2 separate regions of the Mus musculus genome follow, and region 1 is linked to region 2. Evidence: chromatin contacts called from public HiChIP or PLAC-seq data. All regions are on one chromosome and are shown on one strand. Each heading gives the region's core, a stretch centred on a gene start, on an enhancer-like site or on the middle of the called end of the contact. The rest is flanking DNA. Distances are from core to core; before and after follow the strand shown. Region 1 has its middle 4.9 kb from the start of Gm32322. Region 2 has its middle 23 kb from the start of Tmx1.

The links. HiChIP or PLAC-seq counts read pairs in DNA pulled down with a chosen protein or histone mark.
Region 1: a contact with region 2 is called in an H3K4me3 HiChIP or PLAC-seq map of bone marrow-derived macrophages, with 3 times the contacts expected there. The contact joins two enhancer-like sites. A contact is called at or near these places in 1 of 484 Hi-C or Micro-C datasets (Th1 cells) and 3 of 115 datasets of contacts at active chromatin or transcription factors (bone marrow-derived macrophages, embryonic stem cells and fibro-adipogenic progenitors).

The regions. Positions count from the first base shown.
Region 1 is chr12:70,695,406-70,701,749 of GRCm38.p6, reverse strand. No RefSeq gene overlaps it. Among named protein-coding and RNA genes, the nearest start is that of Gm32322, 4.9 kb to the right of the region's middle. Within about 2 kb of position 3,384, at least 35 of the 459 cell types and tissues checked have an H3K27ac peak or open chromatin away from gene starts, as enhancers often do. A contact at or near this core is called in bone marrow-derived macrophages, where this site is marked.
Region 2 is chr12:70,472,513-70,479,544 of GRCm38.p6, reverse strand. No RefSeq gene overlaps it. Among named protein-coding and RNA genes, the nearest start is that of Tmx1, 23 kb to the right of the region's middle. Within about 2 kb of position 2,589, at least 53 of the 459 cell types and tissues checked have an H3K27ac peak or open chromatin away from gene starts, as enhancers often do. A contact at or near this core is called in bone marrow-derived macrophages, where this site is marked.

The DNA of each region.
Region 1 (6,344 bases), core at 2,135-4,634, 220 kb before region 2:
ATAGGAAGATGACAGAGTTCACAGGAGAGCAACTTAGCAAGCACTGATTTAAGTCTTAGAGATAGAAAGGTAAGCCACAGAATTGATGTCCTCAAAGCCTTATGGTTGGAGGAGAGGCTACACAGCTGGGGATACAGGGTCTGGACACTAAGATGAGTTCCTGTGTGGAAACAGAGGGGACAAGATAGGACCAAGAGTGGGACCAAAGTCAGGATAGTGTGAAAGTGGCTTTTCATTTACTTGCAAATGGCTTTTGTGCGTAATCCCTTGGTACAGACACCAGGGCAAGGTTTCAGTGAGAGATCAGTTTGGCAGGTAAAGAAAACACTGTTCGGGGGTGGGGGTGGGGGGCTTGGGAAAGAGAGAAAGAGAAGGGAAGAGCAAGTGGCTGTCACTGTGGGAAACTGGAGCTTATTTCTGGGAACGTGAGCGGAGGGACAGGGGAGCTAGATCTATATATTTCAACTTTTGCCAGCTACTGGTTGGGGAATGTTTCCTGGGTACATGAATCCCTGACACTAATTACCTACAAAACGGGGGCAAAGTGAGTCCAGAGATCAAAGGACAAAGCCTCCAGACAAAGAAATAGTGGCAGTTGGAGTCCTGAGTATAAGATGATGGATGGGGGTGAGACCAAGCAGGGACAGTCTCTGCTCTCCTTTGAAAGGGAATCCATGCAAGGATTCAAATGATGCTGTCCTCTGTGCTTGCCTTTGAGCCGAGTCAAAGGCTGATATTTAACCACAGAGTTCACTTTGTAGAGTGCCACGCTGGTTAAGCCAAGGGCAACCCTAAACACATCAAGAATGGAGGAACATACATGGCTTCCTTCTCAGACATACGAAAACATAAGTCATACCTCAATGCTGCTGTCCTTTAGATCTCTAGAGAGTGTTACTTCCTGAGCCTTCTTCCAAGTCCATCTTGTGTCTCCCATGGGGCCCCTAGCTCACCCCTTTCATGTAGGCTATGACATGGACAAGCACTCAATGGTTGGCTCATTATCTCCTTCAGAGGAATTGACCGTCAGAGGGTGGAGCCTACCTCACACAGACCTCAGAGTGACACGAGTGGCCTTCCCCTAGAAGTGTACAGGAAGCACATCTCTTCCATTGTGCAACTTTCCCCTTGGAATGAGCGTTAGGGAGCGTGGATATGTGCTGCACTCCAGGAGAAATGGGAGACAAACTCTGGGATCACAATGCAGAGGACAAGGCAGGAGGAAGGATTCCGCCAGGGTCTTATGTGCTGGAGTTTACAGTTCAGGAGCAAAATGTGAACTACCATGCGAACAAAGGAAGGTCTTTAAAACACAACTCTGAGACTCATTTTCTCTTTTAGATATATTTTGCAAAAATTTGTTTTTATTTGCCATCTATTCATTCAACCATCCTATATGTTTTAAAATTAAGTACAAGGAAGGATTTCCTCTTGCACCATAATCTCTGTGGTCACAGTTCAAGCAATCCTAGGAGAGATTAGTGACAGTGGCGGAGGGTGGTGTGGAACGGAGCGAACCTCTCTGTGCAGAGTGGCCCTCTCCCTGAAATACGTATGGGGTAATGATAAATGACGCTCGGCAGAATGAAATCCTCATGATGTGTCTGCGTTTTTACCTCCAAGCTACTGAGAAAGAAACCGAGGACAGCAGACCCATCATCTCTGTAAGAGAGAGAAGCCCAGAGCTCAGGCAGCCTGAGTTCGAGTCCAGGTTTTTATAAAATTAATTTTTATTTTTAACTAAGTGTCTGTGTGTGGGTGAGCGCAGGTGTCTGTGGGGGCCAGAGGCCTCCTTTGGAGCTGGAATTTGAGGCCGTTGTGAGCTGCTTGATGTGGGTGCTGAGATCCAAACTCAGGAGCAAGAGCAGTGAATGCTCTTTATGGCTGAGCCATCTCTCCAGCACCATGGTGTGTGTGTGTGTGTGTGTGTGTGTGTGTGTGTGTGTCTACTTTTGAAAAATTTGTTTTATTTTGTTTTAAAGTAGCTAAATTGTCGACTTGCACAACATATCATTTTGCTTAAACACTTGTTTTTCATGATTGTGAATTTGTATTCCCTGATTGTTAGAAGTTTAATCCAAAGGCATTTAAAACCACGGCCCTGATTCCCAGAGATAATTACTGCTTCGATTCCCTGTGTTTCCACGTGGTTTGTAGCCTCTGTTGATCAGGGCTACTGCTTCCATTTCTGTGAATGAAGAGGCTCAGAAAAATCTGCATGTAATCTTCACACAGGTACTGTGCCCATCTCCCCACCCTCCGCCACGGCAAGTGTGACCCATATAAGCTTACATTGCTTGATGCTCTTCTGGCTTCACTCTGCCCAGAGCTAAGTCTCTTTTTGGTCTGAGTACTCAAGGCCAAATCTAATTTATTCGAATCGTCAAAACGGTTCCCACATAGGAATCATTTTCAATTCAGGAGGACAGTCAGCACTCCTTGCAAACCCTCAAATGGAGACTCTTGTGCAAAGTTGTCCAGTCTATTAATTACTCTCTGTGTGTGATGCTGCTATGGGCAGCTACATGCGACTGGATTTTACATTCATGCTCAGTTTCCTAGAGGGATTTTCATTATGGTGTGACTACCCAGAAGCCAGCACCGTAGGAGACTTAGAGCAGCTGGAAGATGGACAGGAGCTTCGACGGCAAAGCTGAGAAACCGGAAACTGGTTCGCAAAGGCTGTCTTTAAATGGCCAATCATTTTATGATTTCACTTCTGCCCCTGCCCTTTAGGTTTCTCTCTTTACCTAACAGTAACCGTCTGTGAGGCGTGCGACTCAGAATGACATTGTTTGTCTGCCATTCAATACCCCCAAAATGTGAGGCCAAAAACCGCGGTGGAGTTTCTGATATTTAGGAAGAAACCATTTTACAGAAGAATCCATTTTACAATTTAATGTGTGCTCTTTTATGAATCACTAAGAGGTGTGTTTAAACCACCTTTAAAATCCTGCTAAATAACACCCCCGAGGGACGACTAAATTAAGAATTCCATCTTTGTTTCTGTGGGTGAGTCATGTGAACATGACCTTTATTCCTGGTACATTTAAGATGATAACTGCGTTTAGTAGTGCTCATTCTCTACCCCACACTTTCCACTGCATTCTAAGTGAGTCTGCAGTGCTGCTCAGAGAAAACGCGATGCAAGGATGTGGGCTTATGCCAGATGCAGCCACAAATACGAATTTTGCAAAGCTAAGAATTTATGAGACATAAATATCACTTCTGCTTTTTTACAAATTTATCTTTTTGAGTTAGAAAAGTTTGAGAAACAAAATTTTTTTTCAGGGCTGAAATAAGAAAGAGCTGACCCACCACAATACATAGTAAACTTCTTATATACAGAGACACAAAGACAGGAGTGGGAAGTGAAAGAGGGGCGTAGGTTGTCGTCTTTGTCCTGGCCTAGCAATATCTTCTGGAATACCTACGAGGCTTGCACTCAGCATGTATTTCACAGAAAAGAAAAGGAGTGAGACCAAGACTGTCTCTGAAGTGCACGGGGTGAGTCACTGAACTTGACACCTTTCAAGGTTAATTCAGCAGATCACAGTGTCTCAGAATGGAAAATCTGCTTTCTCAGCTTTGGGCTGGAGAGATGGCTTAGTGCTTAGAAACTTGTATTTCTCAAACCCAAGCAGAGGACTTGAGTTTGGCTTCGGCACTAGAGCCAGGCAACTGACACCCTCCTATGACTCCAGCTCCTGGGCATCTATCATAACTCTAGCCTCCTTAGGACCCCCGGTCCCCCCCAAAAAAGACATGTAATTAAAATAATAAAAACCTGCCCCTTCCTTTGTTTGGAGTCAAGAGTTACTTCCTGGCTAGAAGTTTTATGTTGGGTGTTCTCAGTCTTCCCGTTTCTAACAAGAAAACACTGCTTCTCTTCATGAATGTGAGTGACAAAGGCCCTTTATTTCGGAGCAGATTCTCTATGAGAAGACACGATACTCGTGTCTATTGCTTCTGGGGAATCGAGGACGTCATGTTTCATGTTCCCTGAGATATAACTCAGCATACCCGCTAGGAGGGTACGCAGGCAGCAGTGCCTCCAATTCATGTCCTTCCGTCTTACATCAGTGTTTTACATTCTGCTATAATAAGAACATTCTAAAGTCAGTAGACGTCTGCGATAGAAACACCTTGGCAGTTCTACTCTACTATGCTGATGCACTTATAAAAACCAACCTGATAATGTCTTATAGCGTGTAGCTGTGTCAGGGTGCAGCTCTGCTGATTGCACACATCTGTATAACCATAGGCACAGTTAACACACAGACTGTTTCACCATCCCCAAGAGGTCTCTTGGACTCACCTCCTTGGCACCTTCAAGCTGACTACTTCCAAAGATTTGCTTTCTGTTTCTTGTTTCTGCTACACTTTAAGTTTTTTCTTTCTTTCTTTCTTTCTTTCTTTCTTTCTTTCTTTCTTTCTTTCTTTCTTTCTCTCTCTCTCTCTCTCTCTCTCTCTCTCTCTCTCTCTCTCTCTCTCTCCCTCCCTCCCTCCCTCCCTCCCTCCCTTCCTTTCTCTCTCTCTCTCTCTCTCTCTCTAAGAGTTTTTATTTTAATCTCTCTTCTTGTCTTTGTCTCTGACACTCTTGGTCTGCTTCTGTCTATCTATCTTTGTCTCTGTCTGTCTATCTCTGTCTCTTCTGTCTGTCTTTTTATCTCTGACTCTTTCTCCCTTTGTCTGTCTGTCTGTCTGTCTCTGTGTATGGGGATGGGGTTCGCATACACACAGAGGTGTGAGCACCTGCAGAGAGCAGTGTCAGGTCCTCTGACTTAGAGTTACAGGCATCTGAAAGCCACCTGATCTGAGTGCAGCAAACTGAACTCAGGTCCTCTGTAAGAACAGTATGTACTCCTAACCACCATATGTCTTTTTTTGGACATCATAAATATTCAGTCTTTCAGTCTATTTTTTGTCTAGTCTTTGATCAGCATAATGTTTTTGAAACCATCCACGTGGTATATATGAACCGTTCACTCACTTAAAATGCTGGCCTTAATCTCATTGCACAAATATATCATGTGTTGTATATTCATTCATCTTTGATAGACGTTTTTGCTTGTTTCTAGTTTGAGGCTACGAAGAACAAATCTGCTGTGAATATTCATGTTTAAAATGTCTGTTTCCTATGTGTATTTTATCTTATATTTTATTCTTGCTGAATAAAGTACATGGAGTGCAACAGCCGTGTCATCACAAAGAGACATTTGATCAACTTTATAAAGGCACTGCCTACCTCTTTCCCAAATGGCTGCACCACTTCACCTGCCCCCGGACAGTGCATGTGAGTGGGAGTGGCCAGACGTCTTTTCTAACTTTGGCTGTTCCTGCGGGTGTTTAAACTGCTCCTAGCTGTGGGTGTCTAGCGGTACTTCGCTGTGCTATATAATTTGTGACTCCCTGATGACTAATGAGGCTGAGCATCTTCTCATGTGTTTTTTGGTCACTCACACAGCTTCTTTTAGTGAAGCATATATTCAGTTCTTTTTGGCCCATGCTTAAAATAGGTTATTGGTTTTTATATGATTTAGTTTCAAATATCCTTTTTGTATCTGGGGACAGTTCCCTTGTTAGATATGTTATCGGTATTTTTTTTTCTCCATCCTGTAATTTACCTTTTCGTCTTCTTAATGAGATCTGTCCTAGAGCAGGAGTTTTTGAATATTACTCCTTGGTGTGTAGTAGGGATAACTTTACAAATAAGCTCTGTGAGTGAATATACTGGATGCTGTTCATGTTCAGTACCGAGGACAATCACAGGTCATATTTTATAACAGTTAATAAAGGTTCTGTGGCCCCTGTGCTTACTAATCAAATATCTTGTCAGCGATAAGCCCCCCACCCCCAACCTTATGCCACGAGGAATCTCTGCCTCGATGTCTCCTTTCATCCCCTTTATAGCTCTCTCTAATGCTTCTCCTTCATAGAAACTCTTGGGTATACAAGATGTCCCAGCAAAGTCATCTCATCACAGTGCAAGGGTCACCGTGCCTTTCCCCCCACCTCCCAGGGGGAGAAGTAGTCTTAAGACTGTGGTTGTTCTGGAATTCACTGGCAACAGGATCCTCCTTCGTATTAAGACTTCAACATCTCTTTGGCTGTCAAAGAGTTGGAGCCCAGTGACTTTGTTCTGACTCAGATTCCAGACATAGTCTATCTTACTCATGTCTGTCAGCAAATCTTTCTAACTACCATATCCCATGCACAGAGCCAGAAATGCAGGGTCTATGTAGGGTAGCATGTGTAGTCTCATATAGTCTATAGCCAGTGCAACAGTGAGCACCCTGAGGACAGGCCTAATTTACTCATTCCTCTGGCTGTTGTTCGTTAAA
Region 2 (7,032 bases), core at 1,340-3,839:
GGTCTACTTACTCCAGCCTAGGTTCTACCTCCCACCTTTTCCAAACCTCTGGAAATAGTGTCACTATCTGGTGAGCAAGCATTCAAAGCAGTGGACTGTGGGGGCATTGTAAATTCAAGCCACAAGAGCCTAGAAGCAATGAGCATAGCTTCAAGAGCTTAGATTCTAAGTACTGCTCTCAGGATGGGCATGGCAATTAGCATACTTTTAATCCCAGCACTCCAGAGGCAAAAGCAGACAGATCACTGTGAGTTCAAGGCTAGTCTGGTCCACATAGTGAGTTCTCAGATAGCCAGGGTTAAGCACTATCAAAACAAACAAGAAACATTCTCTAATAAACAGAACAAAAGCTCATTGGAAAAACGATTGATTCCAGGCCTGCAATAGGACAACATGATACCAGAAAGGGAGTGTTCAAAGTAAGAAATGAACATTCAAAGGACATAGGAGTAACTCAGGGACATTCCCAACGGCAAGGGCTGAAGCACTCTGAATAACAGTTCACATCACAATCACAGAAGATTTTGCCTGGGAGCCAAAGTAAACTAACACACACGGAAGAGATAAGAGAAGACCAACATCAAGCAAATCTCTTAAATAACTGTTATACATAACTAGCAATGGATGGTAAAAATCTTCTAAGAAATGTAACAGGTCCCTAGTCTCCGAAGCACCCACTGGTTACAGAAGAAAGCACAGGCGCCTTAGAGCCCAGAGGTCGGACACAACCGTGTCAGAGACCAAGGGAAGCACCATCCTGTGCTAAGACACTCTGAAAGCAGGTATTCCCACATCTCACTCCCAGGAACAAGGCACAAGTGGACCTCTCTGGTATACTTGCAAAAAGAAAAAAAAAAGTCTAATCTCATTCTAATCATAAGAAAATACCCCAATACCTCACAAACCGCAGCAGACTGAGAATCTCTGAAGCAACAGACAGTGACCTTCAAATACATTAAGGCCATGAAACACCCAGGAAGGCTGGTCTTGCAGAATCTCGGCACTTTACCGGGAAACCTGTTAAAAATCCGAGTAAGATTTAATGGTGGATTAATAGTATGGTATCAGTGGTCATCTCCTTATCGATCTGTTGAATACATACTAATAAGAGGGGATGCTGATTAAGTACACAGGGGACTCTCTGTGTTCTTTTTAACAAGTCTAGTTTGTGAACCAATACATATTTCAAGATAACTGGAACCTCGGAGTTGAACGCTTCCGAGTACTTCCAGTCTTTAGGGAATGATAAGGTGAAATACCTTTTTTGTTATTCCTTGATTGAAACCTTCAGATACTGCTGCATAAATCATGTCGGAAGAGTGCTGAAAGCTATCTCCAGTCAGTAGAATAATATCTTGTTAAAGTATCAGAAAATAAAACCTAGCCCACGTATCCTTGGCAGATCTGTGAAAACGGGGATGATAATGAGTGGTTTCTTTCTTCACAGATATATAGCTTCCGGTGCAGTAAATAGTCACCGAAGGCATACTGTGCGCTCAGAATTCATCGGACTCACATTAACGTCGCCGCATTTTGTGGGGCATCTGTTATCCACCACCAAGACTTTCCATAGATCGTTTTGGTTCCACTTCTTGTACTCGGTGCCTGCAATGGCTAAGGTTAGCCAACAGGAGGCAGAACACAACATCTAAATATTTTCCAGCCTTGTTTCCCAGGCAAACAGTTCTGAGAAAAACTGGAAGACTATCTCCCATCAATAACTGAGTAGTTGTCAGCCACACAGAAACCAACTCGGCAATAGATCTCAGTACTGCCCCCTGGGGCCCGTTCTGCTCCTTTGCGCTCTCAGCCTAGCTTAATGGGATCACTTCCACATGACCTACTTGCTCACTCACCCTTGTCTCAGGGACTGTAGAGAGGGATCATGGAGGCTCAAGCGAAGAAAGTGATACAGGCTATCCCTTAGAGCCAATCAGTGGGAGTACTCACAAAACCCACAAAATATCCATTACTACGGCAGACTGAATCTGACAATTCTACTCCATTATGAAAAAACTGTTCCAGATTCCGGTGTGGGACTGAGAACACGGGCCAAGAGGGCTTTCTACGGTCAGGGAGAGAAAACTTAGGAAGTAAGTCAAGTTGTACTTTTATTTTAATTATTTATTTATTTGCCACCCAAACAAACAGACACCTCAGCACTGCCCCCTGCCTTCTTGTGCTCCCTAAAGCAGCCTGTCACTGGGGATCAACAATGATGAAAAAGGACATTTTGATCTAGTTTGAAAACTTTATTTATGCTGCGTTTTCTCCCTGGAGAGATTTCCCGAGTTAAATAGTAGACAGTGTGCCCATTTGTTTTGAGTGGAATCCAAGAGAAGCACGAAGTATCAGTTATCCTTTCTGCTGCTCGATCTGAACAGCGCAAGCTGCCTGTCTGCTCTCCGCAGCCACGCCCAGGCGCTCTGTGCCTGAAGTGCGAAGCTTTGCTTCTTCTCCTTGTTCAGTTTTTCTTCCTTTCCTGTGGTGTTGGCCAGGTGCTGGGCAAACTCTAGCACTGAGCTCCGCCTCCAGGTGCCCAGGGCTTCCTGTCCTGACAGTAATGCCTGCTTGTCATCGAGGTTAGCTATTTCCCTGAAGAAAAACAAAACAGGAACTATGGAGTTAGCGTTTAGTTAGTCAGTGCCCAAGTTCCTTATTGCCTTGGGGGAAAAAAACAAACAAACAAGCAAACAAACAATAAATAGCAGCTGGGGACAGCCACGAAGCATAGCACACTAAATGTGGTTTTCAAGGGACCAGGCAAAGATCTGAGGGTAATTGAGTCAGAGGGCTCCTTCTATGATGAAAGACACTTCCTAAGTATAATATACACACATATACACTAACACACACACACACACACACACACACACACACACACACACACACACACACTCATACCGAGACAGACAGACAGACAGACAGACAGACAGACAGACAGACAGAGACAAAGACAGAGAAACAGAGGGAGAGAGGGAGGGAGGGAGGGAGAAAGAGAGAATGACAAAGAGATGGAGAATTTTACTGTAAAGTGAAACAGACTCAAGTTAACACACCAGAGAGGGTGACACATCAAGACCATTACGTGTGCTCCCTCAGCATGCGGACTCCCAGGGCACATCACTTCCATCTACTGCTTTCAGTTTTCCTTAGGATGAACTCTCTAAGGAAAAAAAGTTTTTCCTGAAACATTCTCTTAAACAGCAAACTCTAACACCCACTAACCCACCTTGTGTATTGTACAATAAACCCAGCCAGAAGGACCTGTCTTAGTTAGGGTTAATATTGCTATAATTAAAAAAAAAATGACCAAAAGCAAACTGTGGAGTAAAGGGTTTATTTATCTGGCTTACACTTCACTGCTCATCCCTGGAGGAGTGTCAGAACAGGAACTCAAAACGGAATGCTGCTTACTGGCTTGCTTCATATACCTTGCTCAGCCTGCTTGCTTATAGAACCCAGGACCACCAGCCCAGGGATGGCATCACCCACAATGGGCTGGGTCCTCCTCCACCAATCACTAAGAGAATGCCCTACAGTAGGATCTGATAAAGCCATTTTCTCAATTGAGACTCCCTCCCCTGATGACTCTAGCTTGTGTCAAGTTGACATAAAAGTAGCCAGCACAGGACCCTAGGACCAAGGAAAGATGAGTGCTAGAAAAATACATGACCATAAATAAACATATGTAAAACTCCACACAAATTAAGGGGACTCAAGCCATACTGACGGCTAGATCATACATAATTCAAAACCCCGACTCTGCTGGTCTATACAAATAAACAAGGCTTGCATCTTGCCAAATGAATGAAAGTTTTCCTAATATCAATCTTCCCTCAGCAAGAAAGCTAATTACAAATGTACCTTTTCCCAGATTAAACAAAATTATTTTTGTTTAATTAATTAATCCCGTTAATTATTTTTACCAAATTGCCCTCTGTTATACCTAAATTTCTTCAGAAGGCAGCTGTCAAGAATTTTCTTTACAATTTTCTCCTGCCTTGAGGAAAGTCACTCTCTACATGTGTGTTCAATCACGTCACACTGCTATCTACAAATGTTGAGACACATTCATAGCTATCCTGGGACACATGTGACCCACAGGCCACAGGCGGGACATACCAGAATAAAACACTTAAGGGCTAATTTTATAGAAGGTATACATAGAAGTAAAAACCCCAGCATTTATGCACTTATAACACCTCATATTTTAAATTTTCCCTAAAAGAAGACTTTATCAATTGGAGCTAAGAGCTGGTTGAGTAGAAAGCAGGGATACAAACCCTCAGCTGGCTTAGCAATAGTTCCTAGCCAAAGGGAGAAACAAAAGCATTGTCTTTAACTTCAGGATGCAGAGGTTAAGTTAAACTCATCACACGTTCATGACATTATTATCCTTATGCCCTGGTTTGTAGATTCCCCAGTGTAACAAAAGAGTTACCTTGTATAATAAGTTTTATTTATGTTCAATGTTTGCAAAATACTAAAAGGAAAGCAGCTTTTTAAAGTACAAAATCATTACACCAAAAAAAGCACTTCTGTTCCAGGTACTATATTTAGTAAGAGGGAAACCTAAAAAGACTACTAAGGTAGACACAGCCAAACAATTTGTGTATCCTCTCCACTCCCCACCCCACCCCCACTGCCCCACTCCCGACAGGGTCTGACTATACAGCCCTGGCTGTCCTGTCGTGGAACACTCTGTAGACCAGGTTGGCCTTGAATTCACAGGGATTTGCCAAGTGCTGGGATTAAAGGCATGCGCCACTACACCTGGCTCGGGTAATTTTTAAAAATCGCTCTAAAGTCATGAATAGAGTCACTTGAGAAACTCCGCAGGGACCAAGAAGTGAAGTGGGCAGCTGTCCTTAGAGCTGCCGGGTAGGCTTTAGTTTACTGGAGAAAGGCACTGGGGTGCCAAGGCAGACAAGAACCGCACATTTACTCACGCTATGGGCTAGGAAAAGGTGCCCATTCAGTCTGGCCTGTACACAAGGGCAAAATTCTGCCCATTCTTGGGAGTGGAAATTGTCAAGTGAAAACATGACTGGTAGAAGTGAATGCAAATTCTAGGGCATCACACATGGACCAGAGGGGCACCCCTGGAATTCAGGCCTCCATGGATTTACACATTAGTAAATGAGAGCTTCCAGCCAGAGTTCCAGATACACAAGAGGGAGCCAATCACATGGCTGACAGAGCCCAGCAGAAACCAGCACCAGAGACAATGACTGCAGAAAAGAACGGGAGGTCTCAGGCTCCCTGTGTTTACACGTGAGAAGCAGGAATGGGCTTATCTCACTAACAGAGTGTCTAGAAATGTAAACTCTATCACTGAATTCAGAAACAGAGAGAGAGAGAGAGAGAGCACAAACAGAAGATCGGGTATGGTTGAAGAAGGAATTAATGAATTTGAAAATAGTTCTGAGGAAATTACTTAGAAGGAAGTAAAGAGAAGAAAGATGTATAAAAGAATCAAATAGAAACCAAGGGCACACAATGTTTAACATTAATCTAGTAAGGTCGGAAGAAAGAGAGATTTTTAAGGAAGAGACAATATTCAATTACATAAGGACTAAAAAGTTTCCTAAAATGATAGATGATTAAAATCCTCAGATCAAAAAGCCCCAAAGAGTCTTTAATAGTGTAGGGAAAGAGATGGGGACAGATTCTAACCGGAGTGCAAACCACAAGTCACTCAGGAAGAAACTGGCTTAACCTGGCTTCTAAGACTCAGAGGTGGGTAAGTACTGTGAAGGCCAGAACTCATCCCACCAGGAGATTCAGGATGCTAAGCAGAAAAAAAGTCCATCGGATTTAATAACGGCATTTTTGAAGACAATATAGAACAGCGGTTCTCAACCTTCCTAATGCTGCAAGCTTTTAATTCAGTTTGTGTTGTGGTGAGTCCTAGACATTTTATGGTTGCTACTTCGTGACTATTTTTGCTAGCGTTATATGTAGATATGTAAATGTCCGATATGCGGGATATCTGATATGTGACTCCTGTGAAAGGGTCATTCATTCCAAAGGGGCCACGACCCAAAGGCTGAACAACTGGTACAGACAACATGCTGCTGCTTTAAAGGTCTCAGTGAACTTACCACACTTACATCTGGTATCTTTATATTGATCTCCAAATTGATGACTCACACACGCCTGCCTTGGTTTGCACCATCACCAGCAGTGATCAAGGACCCCCCTCCCTCCCCACATCCTCTCCAATGATGACTGGTGTTTGTTTGTTTGTTTGTTGTTTGTTTGAGATAGGGCTTCTCTGTGTAGCCTTCGCTGTCCTGGAACTCGATTTGTAGACCAGGCTGAACTTACACTCAAAGATCTGCCTTGCCTCTGCCTACTGAGTGCTGGAACTAGTATACTACTGTCTGGCTATTGTAAGATTTCTTGATCATAACTATCCTGAGTGGGATAAGGTGATGTCTAAAAGTAGTTTTAATTTGTATTTCCTTAATGGCTAGGGATATTGAACATCCTTTAAAATAGTTACTGGCCTTTTGTATTTGATTCTTTCTTTGGAAAATGTCTATTCTTTAGTCCATTTGCTGACTGGTAGTTTTATTTCCTTGATGCTTAATTTGCACAATTCTTGGTAAATTCTGGATGTTAGTTCCTTGTCTATGTTTTCCCCTGCTGTCTGTGCTCTGCTGACTAAGCATATCCTTTGATGAACTACCCCTTTCTACATTCATGTAGTTCTATCTGCTGACATCTGGGGCTAGGTCCTATGTTACTGAAGCTCTATTCAGAAAATTCTTGCCTACCCCAGTGTCTTGACTGGTACTCTCTCTGTTCCCTGCAAGTTTCAGCATTGCAGGTTTTAAACTAAGATCTTTGATCCATTTTGAACTGATTTTTATACAAGGTGAAAGATAAACCTAACTGTATTTCTTCTGGAGGTAGATAGCCAGTTTTGCCTGCACAATTTGTTGAATAGGCTGTATTTTCCCCAATGTGGGTTTTGATCTCCTTTGTCAAAAATTAAGTAGGCACATCTTTGTTATTCTACCC